Linked DNA regions of Bos taurus: region 1 is linked to region 2. The links are chromatin contacts, called in public Hi-C maps. All regions are on one chromosome and are shown on one strand. The core of a region is the stretch at or near the end of the contact, and the rest is flanking DNA. Distances in the headings are between cores, read along the strand shown. Region 1 has its middle 45 kb from the start of MIR2362. Region 2 holds the start of CHSY1 (chondroitin sulfate synthase 1).

Region 1 (3,954 bases), core at 966-3,465, 170 kb before region 2:
GTCCCCATGACCCCTGCTCTAATTCTGAAGAAAAGAGAATTTTAACCTGTCTAGCAATAAGGGCTAGGAGTAAGTTTCCCACTTCAAACTTTCAAATATCCCATGTAGTCCTTGCAATATTTCCAATATTTTTCATGTCATGTTATTCTGTGTGTGGTTTTGTTGACTGAATAACCAACCACACTTAATTTTGTGCCCTTATGAGACTTTTCAACAGTTCAGTTCAGTCGTGTCCGACTCTCTGCGACCCCATGGACTGCAGCACACCAGGACTCCCTGTCCATCACCAACTCCCGGAGTTTGTCCATTGAGTTGGTGATGCCATCCAACCACCTCATCCTCTGTCGTCCCCTTCTCCTCCCACCTTCAGTCTTTCCCAGCATCGTGGTCTTGTGGTCTTTTCAAATGAGTCAGCTCTTTGCATCAGGTGGCCAAAGTATTGGAGTTTCACCTTCAGCATCAGTCCTTCCAATGAATATTTGGGACTGATCTCCTTTAGAATGGACTGGTTGGATCTCCTTGCAGTGCAAGGGATTCTCAAGAGTCTTCTCCAACACCACAGTTCAAAAGCATCAATTCTTTGTCACTCAGCTTTCTTTATAAATCAGAAAAAAATACTTTTTCAGATAAGGATGCTGTTTATTTGTTCTGAAAACTTGATCCCTTTTCTCCTTTCTCTCTCTCTCTCCCCATGCACACACACACACACACACACACACACACACACACACAATGAGTGTGGTAAGCTATCCTGCCTACATTTTACATCCTGTCTTGGGGTTTCCCTGTTACGCACAATGCTTCTTTCCCACCTGCTCCACCAAAGAGCTTGGTGAGTGAGTACTGGGAATGGAGCCGCTCCATCAAGAACCCACATGAGCTGAGAAAAGATAGTGTCCTCCCCGGGGGAATGAATGAGGGGGCAGAGAGAAGGGCCTGGCAGGGGCGCAGTCTGGGCAGAGGAAGGCCCAGAGGTCCGGCTGATTGACAGCATGCTGCACACGCACGTGGGGTGTGTGTGTGTGTGTGTGTGTCAGGGTGGGTGGGGATTTCAAGCTCTGTTGTTACTGGAGAGTGAAATGTCAGAAATAATGTCCCCAGGCCCGGCTCCCAGACCCAGAGTGATGCGGGAGTGTGCCTGTTGAAAAGCTCCCAGATGACTCTGAAGTGGTGGTCTGGCTCGAGGCAGGAGGCCAGGTGCTGGAGCCTTCTAGACCAAGGTCTGAACCAAACTGCTGGCTGGAGCTGAAAAGAGGAGTGGATTCAGAGTGGATTCTTTTTAATTGCCTTTTAAAATTATTGAGGTAAAACACACATACAATACAATGCATCTAAGGAAGTAGAAGATGTTTACAAAGTCTTGGTGAGGGATTTAGGTGCATGTGTGTTGGGGAGTTGATGGGGTGATGGAGAAGCTTTAACTTCCAGGTTGGATGCTACAACTATTGGAGTCCGAGCAGACTCTGGTGGGGAGATGTTCACTCTGGGGCAAATTGTGTTTGAAATGCCTGGGGATCATCAGAGTGAAGCTAGCCCATCATCCCCATACGCCAAGGTGGTGGCACAGACTACTTTATGGTTGGGTCACCCCAGAGCCTGCTGGACTCCAGAGTACCTCCCCAGAGCATCTGCACCAGCGTTGTGTGAATCAAGTTTGGGATGTGATTCTTCAATTTAAAAACATTGTAGGAAGAAGACAGTCATCAGGGCTGTATGCTGGGTAGAGGCCACTTGGAATTGTGCTTAAGAATCCCTGAAAATGCCTCTTCAGATTTACCCAGTGATTCCAACTTAAGAAGCTCATCATAAGGAAATAGTCCAAAATGTTTTTAAAAGTCACATACATGGAGATGTTCACTGGAGTGTTATCTATGCCAGGCACAACTAGAAACCATGCAAATGTCTAGCAACAGGACATACTGAACTTGATCAATTTGAGATCACAAAGAAGAAAAGCACAATATGGAAACCCAGAAAAATGGAAGCAGTGGTGTGGGAATGCTGCTATTCTGATTTTTTTTCCTCCTTCTTGTGATGTTTACTGAACAGCTGTCATTATGACAATGACAAAAATATTTGAGTCACTCATTGTTTTCATGACACATTGTGACACTGCTTATGCAATTTGCAGAAACTGTTGCAGTGCTTTCATCCTGAGGAAGTCAGGAGTCAAGGCACTAGCTGCCTTAGTTCCAGAAAACGGTATTGGTGGTAACAGCACAGGACCCATTGCTTCATAAACAGCAAGAAGAGTTCAGCTATGTGCAGAAAAGAAGCAAGTTGGAGATCACAGTGATAACATACCAGCACCCAAGGAGCCTTGGAGAGAGTTTTGAACTTGCTCTTCCTTCCTTCCTCCCTTCCCTCCCCTCCCTGCCTCCCGGCCTCCCCGCCTCCTCTGTCTCTCTCTTTGTGTGTCTCTCTCCCTTTCTTTCTTCTCTTTTTTTCTCCTTTCCCTCTTTCCCTCCCTTCCTCCTTTCATTTCTTCTTTCTTTCTAACCAGGACTCTGTAACAAAAATAGTCATTGCTGCATCACTAAATGTCTTTAAAAGTTAAGCCTAATGTTCAAAGGCCTCATCTATACCAAGTGGTACCTAGAGAATTCTCCCCTCTAAACTGCTCTGTGTGTGATTCCTAAAGCAGCTTTCAGCACAGACTTTGAGGAGCTGTCTCCTCCTCAACCAGTTGTCAGGTCCCTGGAACAAAAGCCAAAGATCCATTGTCATGCGGCCCAAGCTAATCAGGTGCTATGGCCCCAGGAACACATATTTGGTAACTGCTTGTCTTCAGTCCTGGCTGAGATCTCTGAACAAACCCAGTGCCGGCAGGAATAGCTTGGGACCATCCAGAGCTGTGAGGGCAGGCTCCAGGCTCAGCAACGACTGCTCCAAGGCCCCAGTAGAAACCCTGGGTGCTGCGGAGTGCATCCAGCCCTGGGCCTGGATCGCCCCACAGGATGCTGAAGGAGATGACCCATTGATGAAAACCAGGCATCTGTAGGCCTCCCATAACCCTTTGGGTTGCACGTTGGTCATTTCCTGGGTCTGAACGACAGAGAGATCCAATCTCTCCTGCCATCATTCACCTGTAGCCTAAAAGCCCAACTCTCTAATGTGGCACCTGAGGCCTCTCTCAACATATCCTGCCTTTCTGGGGATTCTTCTGGGTCATGCCATTTGCCTCTGACACCTGTACTTTCAAGATCCTTTTGAGTCTGCCTGGAATGCAGCCTCAGTTCAGTTCAGTTCAGTTCAGTCACTCAGTCGTGTCCAACTCTTTGTGACCCCATGAACCACAGCACGCCAGGCCTCCCTGTCCATCACCAACTCCCAGAGTTCACTCAGACTCACGTCCATCGAGTCGGTGATGCCATCCAGCCATCTCTTCCTCTGTCGTCCCCTTCTCCTCTTGCCCCCAATCCCTCCCAGCATCAGAGTCTTTTCCAATGAGTCAACTCTTCGCATGAGGTGGCCAAAGTACTGGAGTTTCAGCTTTAGCATCATTCCTTCCAAAGAAATCCCAGGGCTTATCTCCTTCAGAATGGACTGGTTGGATCTCCTTGCAGTCCAAGGGACTCTCAAGAGTCTTATCCAACACCACAGTTCAAAAGCATCAATTCTTCGGTGCTCAGCCTTCTTCACAGTCCAACTCTCACATCCATACATGACCACTGGAAAAACCATAGCCTTGACTACACGGACCTTTGTTGGCAAAGTAATGTCTCTGCTTTTGAATATGCTATCTAGGTTAGTCATAACTTTCCTTCCAAGGAGTAAGCATCTTCAATTCCAAAATATACCGTCCATTTTGGCTCAACCCCATCCCCCTATGATGACCTCCCCAAGCCCATCTCAGATGTCTTTGGGGTCATGCCTACCTCCTTCTCACACATGGTGTTTAGGTTTATCATAGGGTAACTAGATATTCCCACTCTCTGCAAACAACCCTGATTT
Region 2 (3,671 bases), core at 958-3,457:
CAAAAAGGCAGAGCTTCCACAAAGAAGGGCCAGAGGACAAATTATGTTTTTACTTTTCCCTAGCTGCCTTAAAGAAAATAAACAATGAGATAAAATCCTACATCCAAGAAAGATGAGGTAGGAGATTTGGAAAGGAGGCCAAGCATAGAGCCTCAAGCATGGGTTTGGGGAAGATCATTTCCAAGTGTTAAATAGTATCCAGTTTGCAAACCATTTTCTGAGTACTGCTGGTGTTACCAGGACCCCTTCTAGTTTGTGATTTTGTATCTATGAAAAAGTATTTGCTTGGGGGGCAGGGAGTTACATGTCCCCTATTTGAACAAACCACTTTTGGTAACTGTCCCAAACTTGTGATTTCAAAGAACCTGTCACCAAATTGGAGTCATATAGATTTACTTTAAAAACCACACTGTAAACAATGTATACAGCTCACCCTCAATTTCTGATTATATATTCCTTTTTTTTTCCCCAAAAATCAAATGCTTTTTTGATGTACACCTAAAACACTGTAAATCAACTATACTTCAAAGGAAAAAAAAAAAAAAAAAACCCACAAAACAACAAAAAGCACAACTCCACCTAATTCAATAGATCTGGGAGAAAAACATGATCTGCATGTTTGTTCCCAAGTCATGATCTTAGTCAAATTTATGCTACCTTTTCTAACCTTTTCAGGCACTCAGTCTCCTTCTGGCAGAACCTAGGTCATGGACTTAAACAAGATCCAGTGGAAATACACAGGAATGGGGAATCAATGCACTGAAAAGGCAGACATTCTCTCCTGCTCTCTACCTTCCTTCTCAACCCTTTACCTCCTCCTCTAGAGCAACAGAGACCCAAATATGCTTTTCTCCTCACAACATCTAATGCCTGAAAATTTAGTCCAGGACTACAGTTAAAAGCTGAAGTTATAAAGGTGATGGTTATAAATTAAGAACCAACAACAACCAGCTTGGCCTCGCTCAGTAATGACTGCTCTAAGAGTCCATTCCCAGCAGACCTCTCAGGTTGGTTTGCTCTGTGGTTGGATGAATACCAAATCTTATCTGTAGAGTAAGCATTTCTGTACTTCACACATATAAGGTTTCCATTAAATCTCTTTACTGAATCTATTAATACATCCTTCTTCTACCTCAAATTCATTCCAATATCATCTCTCTTTCACTCTTCTAAAGATTACTTTGGCTAATCCCTTTGTTAATCCTGAACATGATTCCAGCCACTTTTCTGACTCATATGGCCAACTAGGACCCAGATACCGGATAACACACACGTCACTAAATTGGGCTAGTTAACAAATCTACCATGAGCCAAGAACTGCTTTTCCCAAAGGTTCTCTTTCCAGTCTGGTGGGGTTGAGTGTGCAGCGTGTACCCCTTCCATTTACCAGAATGGTTCCAGCAGTGAAAACTGCAAGTGGAAGGCCTCTAACCAAATTAACTTACACAGGCTCTAGTTCTGCAAGGCCAAAAGTGCAGCTTTCAAAGACTCGAATAATAACCCCGCTGCCACCACTATCACCAGTATTGTGCTGAGTTTTCCAAACACTCTTATGGGTGTTTGGAAATGTTCAGTCGTGCTTTTTCAACAAAAGAAAGGACTTGGACAAGAAAAGATGAAGCGCGGAGCAGAAAGTCCGCGTGAAGACTACACCCAGAGGGGCCAAGCTGGTCCACTGGACCCCAAAGCCCCTGCTTTTGAGCGTTGCGCTCGCTATACCGCCCCTGAGCCCGCTGCCAACGCCCGGCACGCCCCGCGGGGCACAGCGGCCCCACGGAAGCCCAGCGAGCACCGGGTCTGGGAAGCAGGCAAAGACGCGCGCCGCAGGCGGGCCGCGGGGCAGCGCGCTCGGATGCTGGACGCCGCCCGGGAGCGGGGACTCACCTGAAGGCCGCCACCGCGCGGGTCTGCAGGTACTTCTGTGCAGTCATGACTCCCACGAAGAGAAAGTTCCTGTCGCGCGGGACGCCATCCTGGGCCTCGCCATGGGGCCAGAGCCGCTGCCCGCGCGCATCCCCGCGCGCCCCGCCGGCCAGGGGCACCGCGGCCGCCTGCCCGGGCCGGCAAGCCTCGGGGCTGGCGCGGCGCCGCGGGCCCGCCCGCTTCAACTCGGAGGCGCGGGGCAGCACGAGCCGCGAGGCCAGCACGAAACCCAGCACGAGCCCGAGCAGCACGCTGAGCCAGGCGCGCCGGCCGCGCACGGCCATGCCCGCGCCGCTCCGCCCGCCGGGCCGCCGCCGCCGCCGCTCCGCGCGCCCTCAGCCCGCCCGCCGAGGCCAGCCCGCCCTACGCGGCCCCGCCCGGGCAGCGCCGCGGCTGCGGCGGGCCCGCCGTGCCCATCGCGGAGCGCGGGCCGTCCGCAGGCCCCGCGCCGGCGCTCGGTCCCGCTCGCGCGCCCCCGCCTTCAGGGGCGCAGCATGCTCGGCGCGCGCCGGCCGCGGCCCCCCGGCCGCGCCCCGCGCCCCGCGCCCCCCGGCCGGCTCGGCTCCCCGCGCGGCGCCCCCCGGGCGCTCGGCTCCGCTGGCGCTGCGCGCGGCGCGCTGATGTCCGTGGCCGGCGCCGGCGCGGCCGCTGCTCATCGTCCGGCTCCGCGCGCCATCGCCGCACGTCACGCACGGCGCGCAGGGGGCGGTGCGCTGTGGCCCCGCTCGGGATCCGTCCGCGCCGCGCGATTGGCGCAGCAGTGAATGGGGGGCGGTTCACGTGGCGAAAGTTTGCCCAAAAAAGAAAGCCCAGCTCGGGGCCCCGCCCTCGCGGTCTGCGGCGGCCCCGGGCGGAGGGGGCGTGGGTCGGGCTCGGCGCCGCCTGGGGCTGGGAGCAAGGCGCCCGGCCGCCCGTTACCCGCCCCGCCGGCCCGCGCCGGGCATCCCTGCCGCGGCGCGCGGCGCTGCCCCGAGGCCGTCCCGCCCGGCCTCCGGCTGCCGCGAGACGCTGCGCCAGCGTGGATCTTATCAGGGATTTCTAAGAAGGGGCTTCTTGGTCCTCGAACACTGCACTCGTGGAGGACGAACCGCGCGTTCCTCCTGCACACACTGTCCTCAGACACACTCGCCTCCCCATGCCCAGCCCTCCAGCCGGGCGGACCTCTCCGGCCACCTTCCTTGCGTCCTCCCGATTCACACTGTATCTTTGTTCCCGCAGCTCTGTGGGTACGAGCGAGCATGTGTAGCAAAAACAGCTCAGGAGCCGTTTGAAACGTGCATGACTGCAGAATGAACCGTGAATTCAGCTACCTTGTTCTCTGCTACTAGTTTCTAAGCTAAAAAAAGAAAGAAAAAGAAAGCTATACTCAGTGTCCAACCTTCTAACACTAGCAGCATTTAAAGGATGTTGAAGAAATGGTAGATGGTGTTAATACGCTTTTTTTTTATATTCTATGTAGAAACTCATCAGTTAGTATCTCTAACCTGAGTCTTTGTTTTTTTGTTTTTTTTTTTTTTTAACATGATCTATCCGTAAAAGTGCCGTGGATTTCTAAAGACAGCTTTTGATAATTGGCTTCTCTATGATGGATTTTGAATTTTATGCACTTCTTAAAACAGCTAAGGTAACAAAAGCTGATGAAATGACCACACAACAAATATTTGTGTAAACAGTATTATTATTTAGTCGCCAGTGTGTTGGAGTTTTTTTTTAAATGAAACTCCCAGACAGCACAGTAATTCCCTCGG

Evidence for each region. A called contact is a pair of places that touch in the nucleus more often than the background predicts.
Region 1: a Hi-C map of an unstated tissue shows a contact between it and region 2, with 4 times the contacts expected there. The contact joins the enhancer-like site here to the promoter of CHSY1 in region 2. A contact is called at or near these places in 4 of 11 Hi-C or Micro-C datasets (liver, skeletal muscle and an unstated tissue).

The regions. Positions count from the first base shown.
Region 1 is chr21:5,457,997-5,461,950 of ARS-UCD2.0, reverse strand. No RefSeq gene overlaps it. Among named protein-coding and RNA genes, the nearest start is that of MIR2362, 45 kb to the left of the region's middle. Within about 2 kb of position 2,215, at least 5 of the 102 cell types and tissues checked have an H3K27ac peak or open chromatin away from gene starts, as enhancers often do.
Region 2 is chr21:5,284,000-5,287,670 of ARS-UCD2.0, reverse strand. It overlaps CHSY1 (chondroitin sulfate synthase 1), which reads right to left and starts at 2,207. Exons shown (of 3, transcript NM_001191157.1): 1 at 1,885-2,207. The coding sequence starts at 2,207.